3 separate regions of the Mus musculus genome follow, and regions 1 and 2 are each linked to region 3. The links are chromatin contacts, called in public HiChIP or PLAC-seq and promoter capture Hi-C maps. All regions are on one chromosome and are shown on one strand. The core of a region is the stretch at or near the end of the contact, and the rest is flanking DNA. Distances in the headings are between cores, read along the strand shown.

What was found. HiChIP or PLAC-seq counts read pairs in DNA pulled down with a chosen protein or histone mark. Capture Hi-C pulls out chosen DNA fragments and counts their contacts.
Region 1: a contact with region 3 is called in a promoter capture Hi-C map of adipose tissue. The contact joins the promoter of Zscan2 here to the promoter of Rccd1 in region 3. A contact is called at or near these places in 10 of 39 promoter capture datasets (the C10 cell line, cranial neural crest, hematopoietic stem and progenitor cells and 5 more), 2 of 115 datasets of contacts at active chromatin or transcription factors (large pre-B cells and memory CD8 T cells) and 2 of 9 other capture datasets (adipose tissue and liver).
Region 2: a contact with region 3 is called in an H3K4me3 HiChIP or PLAC-seq map of bone marrow-derived macrophages, with 6 times the contacts expected there. The contact joins the promoter of Mesp2 here to the promoter of Rccd1 in region 3. A contact is called at or near these places in 3 of 39 promoter capture datasets (hippocampal neurons, liver and pre-B cells) and 1 of 115 datasets of contacts at active chromatin or transcription factors (bone marrow-derived macrophages).

What each region holds. Positions count from the first base shown.
Region 1 is chr7:80,859,630-80,862,329 of GRCm38.p6, reverse strand. Zscan2 (zinc finger and SCAN domain containing 2) reads right to left here and starts at 1,399. Exons shown (of 3, transcript NM_001382511.1): 1 at 1,253-1,399.
Region 2 is chr7:79,809,277-79,811,976 of GRCm38.p6, reverse strand. It overlaps Mesp2 (mesoderm posterior 2), which reads right to left and starts at 1,250. Exons shown (of 2, transcript NM_008589.2): 1 at 218-1,250. The coding sequence starts at 1,048.
Region 3 is chr7:80,323,159-80,325,858 of GRCm38.p6, reverse strand. Rccd1 (RCC1 domain containing 1) reads left to right here and starts at 1,405. Exons shown (of 9, transcript NM_173445.4): 1 at 1,405-2,109. Unc45a (unc-45 myosin chaperone A) reads left to right here. Exons shown (of 20, transcript NM_133952.2): 20 at 1-567. The coding sequence ends at 239.

The DNA.
Region 1 (2,700 bases), core at 150-2,649, 540 kb before region 3:
TAATAACTACCACACACATACACAGCATTGCTCTTTTCAGAAGACCAAAGGAAGAGTAGTGGGATGCAGTGATCTGGGCTGAGAGAAACAGAACTGACATATCCTACCCTAAGTCAGTTCAGACTCCCTTCAGAGACTGTGACCTAACAAAGAGGTTAGTCATTCAACCTCAGTGACCACTTAATGAATAGATAACACTCATCCTTATCATATGGAACATCATAGTGATTACTAATGGATCGCATGTCAAGGTGCCCCCAGCTTCACTACAAGTCATTAGTGCTATATTTCAAAGGAGGTTGCCCTCAGATAATCTCCCAGATCCCAGAATCCAGGACTCCTCAAGGCCCCTATATAAAATGGTGTACCAAATACCTTCAATCATCTCTAGACAACATATACTTAAGTGTAAATAATATGTAAACAGTTGGTATGCTGTACTGTTTGGGAATAATAACGAGAACGCTCCTACATGTTCAGTACAGACATTTCTGTTTATTTTTTTGCTTCTGAAGCAAGATCTCATTATGTAGCCCACGCTGGCCTCGAACTCCTGACCTGCCTGTCCTGCTTCCTGAGTGCTGAGATTACTGCCTGCCCAATTCCTTTTTAAATGAACACACATGGGGATCATTGCGGGGGGTGGGGGTGTGGGGGACACACACCTAGATCTGAGTAGTAGCTCTACAAAATATTCAAAGCAGTGGAATTAAAAACTATTTAAGTATTATGAAAGCAATGAATATTTATTTTTAAAAAATCATTACACCATAGAATCAGATAACATGCCCTCCCCCATGAAAATAGCAAAAGTTAAAACAGAACAGCAACAACAGAAAGAAAACTGAAGCTCCCAATGTCAATTTGTCCAAAATGACTACGTGAAACACAAATACATCGTAATTCTTCCTGGACATCCCGGGAACACTGAACCTAGACAGCTTATTAGCTAAGCCTGGCTCCGACACGCCCCCTCAGAACCTCAGTTTCCCCACCTGGTCAAGGAGGCGGCTCGGTGGGATGTCGTCGAGCATCCCTTCCCAGTGTAAAGCCTGCGTTCCTAGGCTGCGCGTACCCAGCGCTCTGGTGTGAGCGGAGCCTCGAGGGCTCCGAAGAACCAGGACGCAGAGCTGCGCGTCCAGCCCGTCGGGCGCGGACACCGACGCCCCTCCCCCAAACTGCCCTGAGCTGGCTCCAGGCCCGTTACTCGCTGTCTCTCTGGCTGTTCCCCGCGGGGCGCGCGGCTCCTGACCTGCCTCTCCCGCTCGCCTCTCCAGGGACCAGGTCCTGTTCCCGCTATCTCTCTGAGCGCAAAAGCACCCCACGGTCTGGCCCGGCCCGGCCCGGCCCCTCTGGATTCACCTCAGCTCAAGCCCAAGGGGCACAGAGAACAATGGACGGGAGAGGCCCGCCCATGGCCACTCTCATTGGCTGTCCACAACAGTTCCTGAAATTCTGCTCCACTATTGGTGAAAACTGCGTCCAGATGGGCGTTGGGAGGGAAGTTCCACCCGATGCATTGCGGGAAATGTAGTTTACCCAGAGACGGGGGGGGGGGTGGTTTGTACCTGAGCGAACAGAGGGTTTGATAGCCGTAAGTAATGCCTCCGGATCAGAGGCAGAGGACGACCCAGGACTAGCTGTCTGTCTTCTAGTACTGCCCAAAGCTTTCACCTGAGACAGATAGTGCCAATTCTCTAAAGCTCGCGTGTATTTATCTATAAAAAATGAAAGCTGGGTGAATGTATCAGTCTTTTTCAGCTGAGAATTGAGTGGCAAATGAGCCCTCGAGAGCCAAAAGCTGACTCTAAGCAGAGAAGAAATCTGCGCAATCAAAGTTCCTCTTGGCCCAAGTTCGCACCTCTCCTGGAAATTTGCAGCTACGCACAGGCATTTGCACTCCGGGGTTGCACTCCCCTTTGTTTTCACACGTGGTATTCTTGCGTCTTCACGAAAGCCCCGCCCCGCTCTTTCTGCTTTGTAAGTCCTAGTCTATAGTCGGCTCCTTGGAACCTGCCCTACAGTTAGGCAAGAGGTTAGCTCTGGGAGGGAATGACCACCCAGGCACCCTAAAACAGGACACAAAGGACAATAGTGGTCCTTCCAGATGGGTCATCTCAAGGTCCCCAAAACAGGATGTAAAGAACAGCAATAGATGGTAGTGGTCTACTAGTTGGCTCAGCTTCAACTGGCTTCAGGGTATCTCTAGATAAGAGTATGCATGGAGTGCCTGCTACCCCTTCACCAAGTGAACTTTTCAGCTTTGAGGGCACTTAAGCCCCAAGACTGGGTGAAATGAGCTTCCAAGAAAAGTGTGCCACTTTGTTTTAGTGCCCGCCTTAATGGAGGGACAGGGAGAGGATAACAGATAAAGGATAAATCTAAACCCACTTCTGTCCCCGACACAGCCATTCCTACTCTGTACGGATTGCTCTCTTCCCAAAGAGCATACAAACTTTTACTCCCTTACTCGCTCTAGTTAAAACCCTTGACTTGGGGGCTGGAGAGATGGTTCAGTGGTTAAGTGTGGGAAGCCGTTGCAGAGTGGCAGTTGCAGAGTGGCAGTTGCAGAGTGGCAGTTGGCTACTGCTGGCCACTACACATACATAGGCAGTGAAGGTTCTTTTGCCAAGACAAGTTAACCAATCAGATGTGAGACACACCTCTCCTAGGCCTATGTAAGCAGCACCAGTTCTGGGC
Region 2 (2,700 bases), core at 1-2,500, 510 kb after region 3:
TGTGGTGACTGTTGCACAGCAAAGGTGGCAATTATGGCAGTGGCTATAACTTCCCGGGGCCTCATCTCTTCTCCTACAGGTGTAAATAAGGCTATTTCCATCTATCCCTTCATTGGATAACCTGGGACCTGATGAGTAGGAGACCCTGTACAAACGAGAGACCGTCCACTTTAGTTCCAAATGAAGCCATGAAAATGGCAGGGGTCCTAGGACCTACCTGATACACTTTAGTCAGCTCTGCAGGTTCAGTGGATTGTGTCCAGTGTCCAGTCTTGTTCCTAGGCTCTGGGGACATCTGCATGCCAGGACATGCTTGAGGTGGTGCCCAGGGAGAGGAGTCAGCGGCTCTTTCTAGGGACTGGTGTAAGGGTGACTGTATTTGGGGACAATAAGGAGGTGTCACCCAGGGATCCACGTTGGAGATCCTGTTCCCAAGGTTTTCAGGTGAGATCAGAGGTCCAGGACAAGCAGGCGGGCACCCCCAGGACACCCCACTACTCATGGCTGATCCCAGGCTAGGACCAAGCATCTGAGCCTGTGAGGGGCTGCCACCGTCGGGGCATTGAGGGCATCGGTGAGAGAACGCCGCGTCCGCACTCCGTCGGCGCCTGCGCCGCAGACTGTCCTCGCTGAGGCCCAGCAGGGCTGACAGGTGGCCGATGTAGCGGATGGCCAGGCGCAGCGTCTCGATCTTGGTCAGGCTCTGGCCTGCAGGTGCCACCGACGGCGGCAGGAAGCGGCGCAGTTCTTGCAGCGCGCGGGCGAGTGTGCGCATGCGCAGCTTCTCGCGCTCGCTGGCGCTCTGCCGCTGTCCGCCTGCGGGCGCTGGGCGCGTTCGTCGGGGCGCCGTCGCCTGGGTAGTGCGCGTGCTACGGGCCGGGCCGGCGGGCTGCGAGGGCCGACGGGTGGCGTAGCAAGGGCAGGAACCGGACGAATCTGAGGACGAGGCCGGAGACGTGGAGTCCGATTGCTGAGCCCAGCCCCAGCCCTGGGAGAAGACCCAGTGGTCGAGACCCTGGAGGCTCTGAGGAGGAGGCGACTGGGCCATGGCTGGTGTGACTCTGGGAAGCTGGACCGGTCACCTCCAGGTCCTAGCTTTTATCTGGACTAAAGGTGTGAGGTGGTCCCCTGCCAGGTTGCAGAGAGGTGTCAAAACCCACAGAGCCCAGGGAAGGTCTGGGCAGGGGGGCCCTGGGAAAGCGGGCCCATTTGCAGAGGTGTGGATTCTGACCCCTCGAAGGCTCTAATGGAGGCCCCTGCTGCCGGGAAGTGTGGGAGAGACAATTCGCATCTGGATGGAGTTGCTAAGCTTCTCACCGAGCCCCCACCTTCACTCCGCCCTGCTACTGCAGGGTGAATACACCCGAACCCACCACCACGGTAGATGGCTGCTGGGTACCTGGATGTCTATCCCGTGCCTCTGGTTCACTTACAGAGTGGCCACCCTTCATCATTAGCCTTTAATGGGCTATGCCTGTGCTGGTTCCGACCAGCACAGTGGGGCTTCCTCAGGTTCCCCCATTAGCCAATTTGCTGTATACACTTAGAAACTCTCACTGACCACAGTATCTGTACCCACTAAAAATGGAACCCAGCAGCCTGGAGGGTTCCAGGCTGGGAAGTGGAAATGGAAGGAGGTGGATGCCAAAGCCAACTTGAAGCTTTGTGTCACCTTGAAGCCACCTAATTTCTTTGAGCTCATCTCAGTAGGAATTGCTGCACAGAATGACTTCCAGCCCTCCCTGGATTAATCCTGAAATTGCTTGCTATGGGCTTTCATTGTGCCTACACTTTATAAAGAAGGGACTGATACAGGTGTGGTCCATATACCCGTAATTTAGCACTTGGGAGACTGAGGCAGGAGAATTGGAGGGAGGTGAGGTCAACCTGTACCCATCAAGAACTTGTTCCAGAAAAGAAAATCAATCAAACAAATAAACCCAGTACTGCCACCGGTGACCACTCATGGCTATAGTCCAAGCCCTTGGGAGGTAGAGGCCAGAGGATGAGGAGTTCAAGTCCATAGAAAGTTTGAGGCCAGCCTGGGCTACATGAAACCCTGTCTCAAAAAACTAAAACAAATCAAACCCAGGCACTAACATTTCAAAGTGTTTATGGGCACACATTTGCTTATTATATGCAGGGCCCTTAACCTGCCTGAGCTTGTCCTGATTAGCAAAACAGCTAAGTATGGCATCTGCTCCCAGAACTTCTGTGAGAAACAGCTGAGGTAATAAAAGCCAAGGACAGGCTCTCCTGAGCATCAACTGCAACTGAAACAAGGCACCCATACCCTGCATCATCTCCAGGACAGAAAGCTAAGGGTTAAATGAGCTTTTGGCGCAGTCAGGCCTTAGCCACCGAGGCTGAGCAGGTCCAGCTGGGTCTTGAACCAAGAGCATTGTTTCATTAGGGAGAGGGGACACAGAGAACATTTCCAGAAGGGAAAGGCCTGGAGGTGGGAGGGCCAGGCACGTCTGGAACCAGGCTGAGTTGGTTTTACTCTCAAGGCCACGGGGAGCCTCTTTGACTTTTGAGCAGAAGGGTAAAGTAATCTAAAATATCAGTCAAGGTGAGTGTGACAAGAATACTTTAGAGGACTGGAGAGATGGCTCAGTGGTTAAGAGCACTTGTTGCTCTTGCAAAGGACCTGGGTTCAAGTCCCAGCATCCACATGTTGGCTCACAACCATCAGTAACC
Region 3 (2,700 bases), core at 156-2,655:
TCTTGCAGGCCCTGCTCCTCAGCCCCAACCAGGAGCTGCAGCACCGGGGCACCGTGGTGGTGCTGAACATGATGCAGTCTTCGAAGGAGATCGCCGGCACCCTGATGGAGAGTGAGGTCCTGGAGATCCTGTCAGTGTTGGCCAAGGGCGAGGAGAGCCCAGTCACCAGGGCTGCCGCAGCCTGCCTGGAGAAAGCAGTGGAATATAGACTCATCCAACCCAACCAGGACGGAGAGTGACGATCGGCCCGGGGCCCACAGCTCACGCATCTGTCACCCTTCACAGCTCTGAGTCAGCACTGGGATGCTCGATACTTGCCTCGCCTCCACAGCTGCCACAGTTGCACTTTGGTGTTCTCAGGACACACAGCATACAGCCCTGCCCTGCCAGCACTCAGGAGGGCCCTGTCTGTACTGTAGAGAGCTGAGGCTGGGGGACGTACATCCCATTCAAGCCTGAGGATTATGGGCATCAAGAAGGAAGGACACAACAGCATCCTCACATGCTGGGAGCATCATCAGAGCCTGCCAGCAGGCTCACCCCGCTAATAAATTCTGTGGAACTAAAGCATCTGTTTGTTGTTGTAGGCGGGGCTGCTGAGGGTGGGACACTCAGGAGCAACAGCTGGACATCAGCAAAGTGTGCTGTAGAGCGCTGTTGCTGTAACAGAAGGAAGCCAGTGGGCCCATGGAGAACCTTTGTAGACAAGGCCTTAATATGGGTAGGACAGGCTGGCTTCAAACTGATAATCCTTTCTCAACCGTTAAGAGTTGTAGGAATTACAAGTGCCAACACCCACGCTGGTTTCTTTCTAAATCCTGGTGAGTTAGCCTAAAGCTTAGGAAGCTGATCAAATTTCAGTGTCTTTTTTTTTTTTTTTTTTTTTGTTTGTTTGTTTGGTTGGTTTTTTCTTTTTCTTTCTTTCTTTTTTTTTTTTTTTTTGGTTTTTTTTCGAGACAGGGTTTCTCTGTATAGCCCTGGCTGTCCTGGAGCTCACTTTGTAGACCAGGCTGGCCTCGAACTCAGAAATCCGCCTGCCTGTGCCTCCCGAATGCTGGGATTAAAGGCGTGCGCCACCACTGCCCAGCTTTTTTTTTTTTTTTTTTTTTCAGTGTCGTTTTTTTATGCTGGTCCTTGGATACATTTGTCATGATATTGTGAGTTTTCTGTGATCTCTACCCAGTCTGTGTTTGGAATTTGGGGTCAGTGTGCGCTTCCCTCGGGGAAAATACATTTTTCTGTAACTCTGCCAGGTTGAAGGAGAAACAGGACTCAAATAGATTCCCTATATGGCTAGGAACACCGGTTTCTTAGAGGCTGGAGTCCAGGCTTGGCACTCATTGGCTCAGTACAAGTAAGTGACAGAGCCTGGGCCAATCAGTGAAGGCACTAGTACTACAGCTTCCTGTTTGGCCCTCAGTCCTGCGCTTGTTCAGTAGTGAACGACCTCCTTCCTTGTTCAAAGGGAATGGAGGGTGTCAGGGCTTGGTCTTCGCCCGCCGTTTCCCTCGGATCGTCAAGAGTATCCATTCATTCAGTGGTTCCAACCGCGTCCACTGCTGTTGGCGCGCACAGGAGACTTCAGCCTACTGCCTGGTGGCAGGTAACCCGGCGCATGTGTGCCGGTCAGGCGCGCCCCAGTGGTGACGTCACCGCTCGTGCCTGCGATTGGCTCCGAAAAGCTGGCGCACCGAATGACCGCGTTGCTTGGCGCGGAGGCCCTTAAAAAGTGCTTTACTCCGCCGGCCATCTGTTCCCCGAGCCATACATTACTATGCGCTGCTCACTTTCAAGGTTTCCTGCTTAAAGGGCTTTCCTGATGAGTTGAGGGTACAGGCTAATGGGAAGATGAAAGATTCCTTTGGTTGGGGATCCAGGAGCTGTAGTCTCAGATCTGACTTAAGAGGCTCGAGAGTGTCTGTAAAATTCTGATCCATTCGAGTGAAGTGGCGTTGCATTTTGAACCGCGCGACTGTCTCCCAATTTCAGCCTGAGCTCCCTGGGACCCATAGTCATCACATTAAGTCAAAGGAAAGGCGCAGCAAAGACTTCTTGAATAAACGACCGAGTAAGGTCCAGTGGAAATTGTCCAAATGCCTCTGAAACCCGGTAAGAGCCAATGGTCATTTTCGTCGTTAAATTCTACTGTGTAAACTAAGCTAGGACTGTTTACACTTAAATTTTGATTTGTATTTATTGCAAACAGTTCTGCTAGGTAGATACAAGCAGTGCTGTCCCCACTCGCCTTGTAAAACTGAAGTTGTGCAATAGGATCCAGGTGCACAGGCACGCCCACCTAGGTCCCAGGTGTTTATTCTTCTTGTTGGGACGAGGCTTATAAATCCATAGGACACGGCTCAGCTCCACACTTGCTGTGTGATTGGGAGTCTAGAGAAAAATGGAGTCAATTTGAATGGAGACTCGGGGTTAAAGTTCTCAAGGCTAAGAGACTGGAGCTGTGGGCCTCAGATCCTAGTGTTGTATCTGATCTCCCACGTACATGCCTCACAGTTCCCTTGTGGTAATAGAAATAAGTTCTGGGTTGCAAAGAAAGAGACCACTGTTAAGGCCTAGATGGAAGGTTAAGGCCTAGGTAACCGTTACCTGGACAGCCTGCCATTATAAAGAAACTTTCTCATGTTTGTGCTGTTCCTAAGGAACTTTCTAATGCTAAGATTGATTATATAGTTATGTTCTGTG